Regions from separate parts of the Sus scrofa genome. Here region 1 is linked to region 2. Evidence: chromatin contacts called from public Hi-C data. All regions are on one chromosome and are shown on one strand. Each heading gives the region's core, a stretch centred on a gene start, on an enhancer-like site or on the middle of the called end of the contact. The rest is flanking DNA. Distances are from core to core; before and after follow the strand shown. Region 1 holds the start of GALNT15 (polypeptide N-acetylgalactosaminyltransferase 15). Region 2 overlaps LOC110256513 (a long non-coding RNA gene).

Region 1 (4,148 bases), core at 750-3,249, 76 kb after region 2:
ATCAACATCAAATCAGAAACAACATCAATTGATTTCAAGTGCAGTGGCAGCCCTCCCCACCCCACAGCTTCCTGATGGCCTGGCTGCACTACAGCCATCAGAAGAGTCATGTCTCACGGTGAAGCTCGCCACCCCCCTTCATCAACCTGATCCACTAGGCGCCAGAGGACTCTGAGCAAGCTGGCTCCCTTCCCTTCTCCTGTCCACATCACTCCCTCTGGGATCTTCAAACACTATCTATGTGCCACTGCATCCGACTTTACATCTTCAGGCCAGACCTACCCCTGACCCCCAGCTATCATATACCCCCATGTATCCGTATGTCCAGCTGCCCACCCTTCCCTTCCCCTTGGCTGCCCAAACGCCATCTCCAACAGGGCATGCCCCGACTGAGCTTCTGTTTTGCCCCTGCTCCCTGCTTTCCCCATCTTCGTTGCTGGCAGCTCAGCTCTTCCTACTGCTTAGACCACAACCTTGTAATCTTCCTTGACTCATCTCTCTCTCACTCTGGGTGTCAATTCCTAACAAATCCTATAGGTTCTTCCTTAAAATCCATCAGAGGCTGAGTGCTCCTGCCCACCTCCCATGATGTCCTTACCATGTCTCACCCGCCCCATGGGCCTCCCTGCTTCTGCCCTGTTCTCCCCCACGGTCTAATCTCAACACAGAAGCCAGAGTGATCCAGTTAAAATCCAAGTCGATTGTGTCTGTTGTGTGCTTACAACACTCCAAGGGCTTCCACCTGACTCAGAGGAAAAGCCAGAATCCCTAAAATGCCCTGCAAGGTCCCCCGTCACTCCCCCCTCTTACTGTTCTTGTTTCACTCCTACTGTTCCCACTCTGTTCCAGCCACACTGGCCCTCTGCAGGCCCGCAAAAGGCCAGGCAAAAATCTCACCTCAGGACATTTGTACTTGCTGTCCTCTCTGTCCCCAGTTCTCTCCATACTGTACTGCTTGTCTTCCTTACACAAATGCTTCTGGGAACACTTGCTCACAGTGTCAACTGTCAACCCCTAACCCAAGCTCCCCAGCTTCCTTCCCTGCTTTATTTTCCTCCTTAGCTTTTATCACCATCTGTCCCCACTGTATATTTTATTTATTTATTTTTATAATTTCTTTCTTTTCTTTCTTTTTGCTTTTTAGGACCACATCTATGGCATGTGGAAGTTCCCAGGCTAGGGGTCCAATCGGAGCTGTAGCCGATGGCCTACACCACAGGCACAGCAACACAGGATCCCAGCTGAGCTGCGTCTTTGACCCACACCACAGCTCACGGCAACTCCAGATCCTCAACCCACCCGCGAGGCCAGGGATCGAACCCGTAACCTCGTGGTTCCTAGTCAGATTTGTTTCCCTACGCCACGCCGGGAACTCCCCCTGCCCAGGATAGATTTAACACATAGCGGCCGCGCATTAATATTTCTCGGTTGAATGAAGGAAGTTTACAGTCGAAGGAGAGGGCCCCTCCTCTTCTGTCGTCCCCCGCCCCTCCCCCCATTGGCTCAGAGGCCGGTACAGAGCTGGCATTCGGATGCTCCTGTGGGTAGGAGGGGCTTGTTGCAAGAGCGTTTCCCCAAGCACCCCTCCTTTTCAGAAGGGTGAGGACCGGGGTGGGGGGTGGGGAGGGAAGAAAGGGGAACCCCAGCCAGCAGCTTGGGAGGCTGAGCATGCAAAGAGCCAACCAGCTACCTGAATTTCCACTACCCGTACTGCCTTTCTGAAATCAGGAGGGGATACTCTTTCCTGCCCTTTTGGGTGGGGAAAGAAGCCTCGCTGTGGAATAGATTCAAATCAGAACTCCTCGGATGCTCCTGTTGGGTTTGGTCCTAGCAGTGACGGCGTTTGTTTTCCCCGTAGTCGCCTTCCTGGGGTTGCGCAAAGCCTAGGAACAGGGAGGGCATTAGGACCGGGAGCGAGGCGAGCGCACGCCCGCCCGCGTCTGGCAGAGCCTCGCAGCCGGCTGTATGAGGAGCTCTGTGTGAAAGGAAATCAGGCGCTACTTGCCGGCTCCACATCTGTTGAACCGACCTGACTTGAAGGGTCCAAAGGAGGACAGCTGTCAGCTCTGCGGGACTGAGGACCCATCAGCTCCCCTCATACATCTTATAGCCACCTGACCACGCATACAAGGGGGAAAACGAAACACGTGGGACTAGACCCCTGAGCAAAATGAAATCATTATTTTTCCCCCCAAAAGGAAAGGGGCATCAAAGGGGGGCAAACAGTTCAATTTGAAGTCCCTGTGAATGGTCTTTCGGAAGGCAATTGACATTTGCTCAGAGAGCATTTGTGGTGGGATTGAGTCCGCGGCTTTCTCGGCTTTCTGGTTGTAAGTGGAAGCCGGTCTTACGCTGCCGGCAGATGTCAGTCGGGACGGGAGAAGGAGCAGATTAAGTGACTGGCAAAAACAAACAAACAAACTTCCAGGTAGACCCAGGAAGCCAGGTTCTGCTGCCAGCTTGAAGGAACCTGGAGCAGGAGGCGAAAGTGAACTTGAACATGACTTGTTGCATTTGGCAAGTTCCAGCAACATGTTCGTAAGGAAGCGAGGCAGGCACGGACCCTGCAGACTGCAGTTCCTGCTGCTCCTCCTGATGCTGGGATGCACGCTGCTGATGCTGGAGGTGCTGCACCCTCCCCCGCACGCCCGGCCCCCGGTTGTCACGGCCCAGGTCGCCGAACGCAGCCCCGAAGCCGGGTACCGCCTGAACTTTGGGGAATCTCAGGAGTGGGTGCTGGAGTCCGAGGATGAGGACCAAGAGTACGGCCCCCTGGAGGGCCTGCCACCCTTTATCTCCCTGAGGGAGGATCAGCTCTTGGTGGCCGTGGCCTCGCACAGGGCCAGAAGGAACCAGAGCCAGGGCAGGAGAGGTGGCAGCTACAGGCTCATCAAGCAGCCGAGCAGGAGGCAGGACGAGGAGGTCCGGGAGAGGGACTGGGGGGCTGAGGAGGAGGATGGGGAGGCATCTGAAGAGGAGCTGACCCTACGAGGCCTGGAGGAGGCGCTCAGTGCCCGCATCCCCCTGCAGAGGGCGCTGCCTGAGGTACGGCATCCGCTGTAAGTAAGGCCCTTGCTTCCTCTTTTTCGGTGCTGGAGAGCAGCCGGCAAAGTCCGGCTGAAGCCTTGCAGAACTCTGACTCCATTGTCTCAGGGCAGCGCTTCCCCAGGTGTGGTCCCTGGACCAGCAGCCGCGGCATCGCTTGGGGACTTGTTAGAGATGCTGAGGCAGAAATCCTGGGTGGGGTCCAGCGATCTGTCTCTAACCAGCCCTGCTGATTGATGAAAACCACTGTCCCAGAGACAGAAAGGAGGAGCCCCTCCTTGTCCCCTCTCTTACCCGTCCTGGGTTCTAGTCCTTCTGTCTCTGGATTGTCACGTCAAATTGCTTTATCTCTGTAATGTAGAGGGGGCTGGGAGGGGATGTTCTCCAAGACACTTCTAGTTGTAATACTGACTCCAGCATATGTTGATCTTTTGAAGGTTGTGCTTTTTTTTGTTTGTTTGTTTGTTTGTTTTTGTTTTCGGATGAAAAGAATAGTCACAGCTAACAGTTATGTGGCTCTTGCCGTGTACCTGGCTTTAATCAAAGAACTTTTCATGTATTAACTCATAAGTCCTTACAGCTCTGCAGGATGGTGCTAGCACTATCATTATGCCTATCTTATAGGTATGAAAATAAGGCACAGAGAGGCCAAGTGACTTGCCCATAGTCACACAGCTAGTAGGTACCGAAGTAAGCATTCACTCCAATCTGCCTGAACCCCCTCCTTTATGACCCCCTCTATGACCTCCACTAGACTAAGGGGACTGTTCCAGGACCCAGGAGCTAGAATACCGAGCTGATGCAGCCTGACCTGGCAGAGTGGCCCTACCCCCAGAAGGCAAGCTGGGAAGTATGATGACCTGCAGGCTGTGCCCAGGAAAATGGTGGGCTCATCCTGGAAACCCCCTGCCTTCCCCATCATCACCATGGCTGGCCCAGAAGAGAGGTCTAGGCACCAGCCTCCAGGGACAAGGCAGCCAGATAGTTGGGTGGTCTAGGTCCCTCCCTTAAAAGCACTGCTCTTCCCAGAGCCAAAGAGTTCCTGGAAAGCAAACCCACCCTCCACCCCTCTGGGTGGGAGGATCAGGCTAGAACAGCAGTTG
Region 2 (4,572 bases), core at 479-2,978:
TCCAACCACTCTTGTTCAAAATTAATTTTTGTAATGTGGGTTGAGAGCCAAGGTATTCTTTTGGGTCAATCAACACAGACTTGCTTAGAGAGCATAGACACATGGAGATTTCAAGCTGAGGGTTGTCTAGACCATGTGATTAACCTGGCTCCCATTTGACCATCTCAGTCACATTGCCAGGGACTTGCTAGTCCACCTGCATCTAGCATCATCTACACCTGGGTAATTCACGTACCTCACCACACCTCTACATCTTTTAAATTTTTTTTGCCGATGTGCATAGATGTTACTGCAACAAATAAAACACAAGATCATGTAAAAACTTTCCTGAGTTCCTAGTCACATTTACCTAAATGTATTTTTAAAATTTTATTTATTTATTTATTTTTTGGCTGCACCTTTGTCATGAGGAGTTCCCAGGCCAAGGATAGAACCCACACCATAGCAGTGACCCAGGCCTGAGCAGCGACATCACCAGATCCTTAATCTCTAGGCCACCAGGGAACTCCAAAATGTATTTTTAGAATCAACAAATATTTAAAAATACATTTAGAATAGGGTTGCATTAAGTGCATGCTGAACCTATGCAAAATTGACAACATGGGTTTAGCAAACAAACGCACAAACAGCAGAACAAAACAAAAGCTATAGCCATTTGACAATGCTGGCTATTGGTCACCTTTCCTCCCAATGAGGGGATGAATGCCTGGGCTTGAACAGGGATTGGTGGATGTGACCTCACCCCCTTGGTGGGTCTCTGATCTTACAAATGCCTCTCAAAATAAGTGCATCTTTGTGTTTGTGAGTAACCTAAGGGATTCAAAAGGGGAATATTTACATGGGCAAGAGTTTCCCCTTATATTTTACCTTTAGAACCTAATTTACCATGGAAGGTGTGTCACTTGGAGGTCTGGAAAATTTTTTGGCACAAACTAGGAAGCCTTGGTGGAAACCACTGATGGAACCCCAAAAACCTGAGCCCCCAGTGGCTCCCAGAGATTGGGGAGGAACCAGACCTTTCACTTCAAGGCCAGTGCTCTTCCCACTCACAAGTGAGCATGTCCTATACACATCTTGTTCTGGAGGACCCCCTGCTCCAGGCCTTGAGGCATCCAGGAGCTCCTAAAGTGCATGTATACAGGATGCTCTCCCAACACAGGCAGTCCGCCCCCACACCTCTCTGTTCTTCAAGGACCCCCACCCTCCCAGAAGCATAGGATGTGGCAACCCTCCCTGCTGATCATCTCGTCTGTGCAGCCCTAATATTGGGGTCAGGATGCAATCTGGAAAAGAGTCTCAAGCCAGTTTTGAGCCTCAGTCTGGGCAATCTGAAGCATGTGAGAACAATCTCAGAGGCCAAGCAGGCTTCAGAAAGCCAGCAGGCCCTGGTTTCCTTCCTCCCTTTCTTCCTCAGAAACATCAAGGCCGGATGCATCCAACGTCCAGCAGCCCTGTACCCTGTGACCCAGCTTTTGAGCTGCTTTTTCCTCTTGGGTGTGGCCATGCTCCCCTGATATGTTTGGCTTCTATTCCTTGAAAGCCAAGACACTCTTGGGGTGCAGGGGAGGGGGAGGAGTTGGTCCCTTCCCTTGGAGCACAGGGTGCTAGGGAGAAGCTGACAGCCCCTGGCAGGGCCAGGAGTGTGAGTGGAGGCCAGTGTGGTCACCCATATCCCACTCACCCTCTAAATAGAGCTGGAGAGCTCCCTGGTGGCTCAGTGGGCTAAAGAGCTGGTGTTATCACTGCTGTGGCTCTGGTTACTTCTGTGGTGAGGATTCGATCCCTGGCTAGGAAACGTCCTACAGCCAACGAACAAAACAAACAAACAAACTAACTTAAACTGAGCTAGGCCTTCAGTGCCACTGGAGCTATCTTCCCTCCTTTCTGGGGGGCCAAAAGGACCTCTTCAGTGAGGGGGAAAGTCAACACTGATGTTCTAGAAGAACAGATTTCCCCAGCCCCAAAGGAGGTTGTGGAAATAAGGATTATCAGGGCTCCAAGGATTTACTGACCATCTTTCATTTATTTATTTTTTGGCCTCACCCTTGGCCTATGGAAGTTCCTGGGCCAGGGATCAAACCCGTGCCTCAGCAGAGACAACAATGTGTTCTCAACCCACTGTGCCAAGGCAGGAACTCCACTTGAAGAAGATTATGCCGGAGCTGGTGGACGTTTCCTCTGGCTCCCACGGCTGGGTGGCCATAGCTTCTGCACTTAAATTTAGTTAGCGCTCAGAGAGAACTTGACAGCCTTGAGAGGACAGGATGTGAAGGAAGACAGTGGAATCTCCTTTGGAGGTCTTTAAAAATAGGATGACTTCTTTCAACTCTGCGATGGTCTGGAAGGACAGCCTATGGGAAAAAACATGGCGACCGCAAAGCTCTTTGTTTACACTTGCCCTCTATTTGAAGCTGTTTTAGATTTGTTACAGATCCCCACATTCTTTGATTGCCTGAACAATATTAAACACATATTGAAGCTGCTTTGGCCCAAGACTGGTTACTGGAGCTCCACTCTGGAGGGAGGAAATTAATATCTGGCCAGGAATTCCCAAGAAAGGACTTTGTATAGAAAATGATGTCCACCGCTCAAGTGGTGGTTCAAGACCCAGCTCTGAGGGACTCTCAGGATTTTTCCCACCTTCACTATTTGTAAGGGAGTTTGTAACCCTTCCGCCCTTCCCCCAGACTCCTTCCTCACTTCCTCACCTCCTTCCTTATCTAGTTCCCAAGACTTCCAGTAGATTTTCTTGATGGGTCCTGAATTTCCTGTTGCTGCTTTAACTGGGAAACATGGAGGCAGGAGGGTGGAGTGAGGAAGCAGCCTGGGGGACAGTCAAGGAACCTTGACCCTGAGACCCCCCCATCACTATCCTCTTCCTCCCAGGCACCCTCAGACCCCACCCTCTATACTTAGCCATGTTTTCTGAACCAAAGTAAGAACATGGGATCTGACAAATGTACTTATGGGGGACCTGGGGTGTGCTGTCCTTGAGACTGGAATTGGGACTCTTAGCCAAAATCACACAAAAATTAAGTACATGCTGGCTTGCTTCTCTAGAAGCAGTGTGGCAAGGATTTCACATACAGATGAATTCATGTGTAGATGAGGCCAGGTCAGCTGTGGATTAGGGACACCAAATAGTGTGATGGCCATTTATGATGTTCAGCAGGGCTGGGCACAATGCCTTCGAGAGCATCCCTACCACCCCAAAGAGTAGAAAAGAGACAGTGGACCCTTGAACCATGTGGGGGCTATTCCGTGTATCATTTAGTCTTTCCTCTGTATCCACAGATTCAACCAACTTCAGACCCTGGTACTGCAGAATTTATTATTTTTTTATTTATATATATTTTTTGTCTTTTTGCCTTTTCTAGGGCCGCTCCCATGGCATATGGAGGTTCCCAGGCTAGGTGTCGAATCAGAGCTGTAGCCACCGGCCTACACCAGAGCCACAGCAACACGGGATCCGAGCCGCGTCTGCGACCTACACCACAGCTCACGGCAATGCCGGATCGTTAACCCACTGAGCAAGGCTAGGGATCGAACCGTCGTCCTCATGGTTCCTAGTCGGATTGTTAACCACTGCGCCACGACGGGAACTCCTTTTTTTTTTTTTTTTTTTTTTTTTTTTTTGTCTTTTGTCTTTTTTTGCTGCTATTGTTGTTGTTGCTATTTCTTGGGCCAGACCTTTTTTTGGCTATGCCATAGCATGCAGAAATTCCCCGGACCAGAGATTGAACCCAGTTACAGCAGAGACCACAGCAGTGACAACTCAGATCCTTAACCTACTGAGCCCCCAGGAACTCCCTCCCTTTTTTTTGGCCCCAGGCATTTCTGAAGGCATTCAAATGTTTATGACCTCAGACGCTCTGCCTGTAGGATCCAGGGTCTAATATGCCTTGGACATTGAACCTTGGCTTAGAGGACCAGTCTCGGGGAAAATATGTGCATCACTTTGGCTTATCATCTGCAAACCCAAACATATTGATAAGTGTTACTTTAAAATGTAAGTTTGTGGTGATGGGAGGGCAGGTGGTGGGCTTTTGAGGGAAGGAAGGTCCTCAAAATTTTCCAGAAATTACTTCCCTCATCTTGGCCATCCTTGGTGTGTGCATGAAAGTATGTAATATTGAGTTTTTTTGTTTTTCGTCTTCTTTTCTTTTTAGGGCCACACCTGCAGCATATGGAGATTCCCAGGCCAGGGGTTAAATCAGAGTGACAGCTGCCGGCCTACGCCACAGCCACAGCAACACCAGATCCGAGCTGCATCTGCGACCCGCACCACAGCTCATGGCAACGCTGGATCCTGAACCCACTGAACAAGGCCAGGGATTGAACCCACATCCTCATGGATCCTACTCGGGTTCCTTAACCACTGAGCCACAAAGGGAACTCCATATCTGGGCACTTTTAGGTCAGCGGTCCACACACCCTCCAATGACTGGCTTTCCTCTTCTTTCTGCCAAAGATGGTCACAATTCTATCTCCCATCCTGTGTGCTCTTACACAATGTGTCCCTGCCACTTCTCCATCGGGAACTAGAGTCTATTTCCTCTCTCCTCAAATCTG

What was found. A called contact is a pair of places that touch in the nucleus more often than the background predicts.
Region 1: a Hi-C map of retroperitoneal adipose tissue shows a contact between it and region 2, with 5 times the contacts expected there. The contact joins the promoter of GALNT15 here to the enhancer-like site in region 2. A contact is called at or near these places in 1 of 5 promoter capture datasets (liver), 27 of 47 Hi-C or Micro-C datasets (alveolar macrophages, brain, embryonic fibroblasts and 15 more) and 1 of 2 datasets of contacts at active chromatin or transcription factors (skeletal muscle).

What each region holds. Positions count from the first base shown.
Region 1 is chr13:3,328,090-3,332,237 of Sscrofa11.1, forward strand. GALNT15 (polypeptide N-acetylgalactosaminyltransferase 15) reads left to right here and starts at 2,000. Exons shown (of 10, transcript NM_001206447.1): 1 at 2,000-3,059. The coding sequence starts at 2,533.
Region 2 is chr13:3,252,438-3,257,009 of Sscrofa11.1, forward strand. It overlaps LOC110256513 (a long non-coding RNA gene), which reads right to left. Exons shown (of 3, transcript XR_002338105.1): 3 at 2,032-2,351. Among named protein-coding and RNA genes, the nearest start is that of GALNT15, 75 kb to the right of the region's middle. Within about 2 kb of position 1,729, at least 4 of the 83 cell types and tissues checked have an H3K27ac peak or open chromatin away from gene starts, as enhancers often do. A contact at or near this core is called in retroperitoneal adipose tissue and subcutaneous adipose tissue, where this site is marked.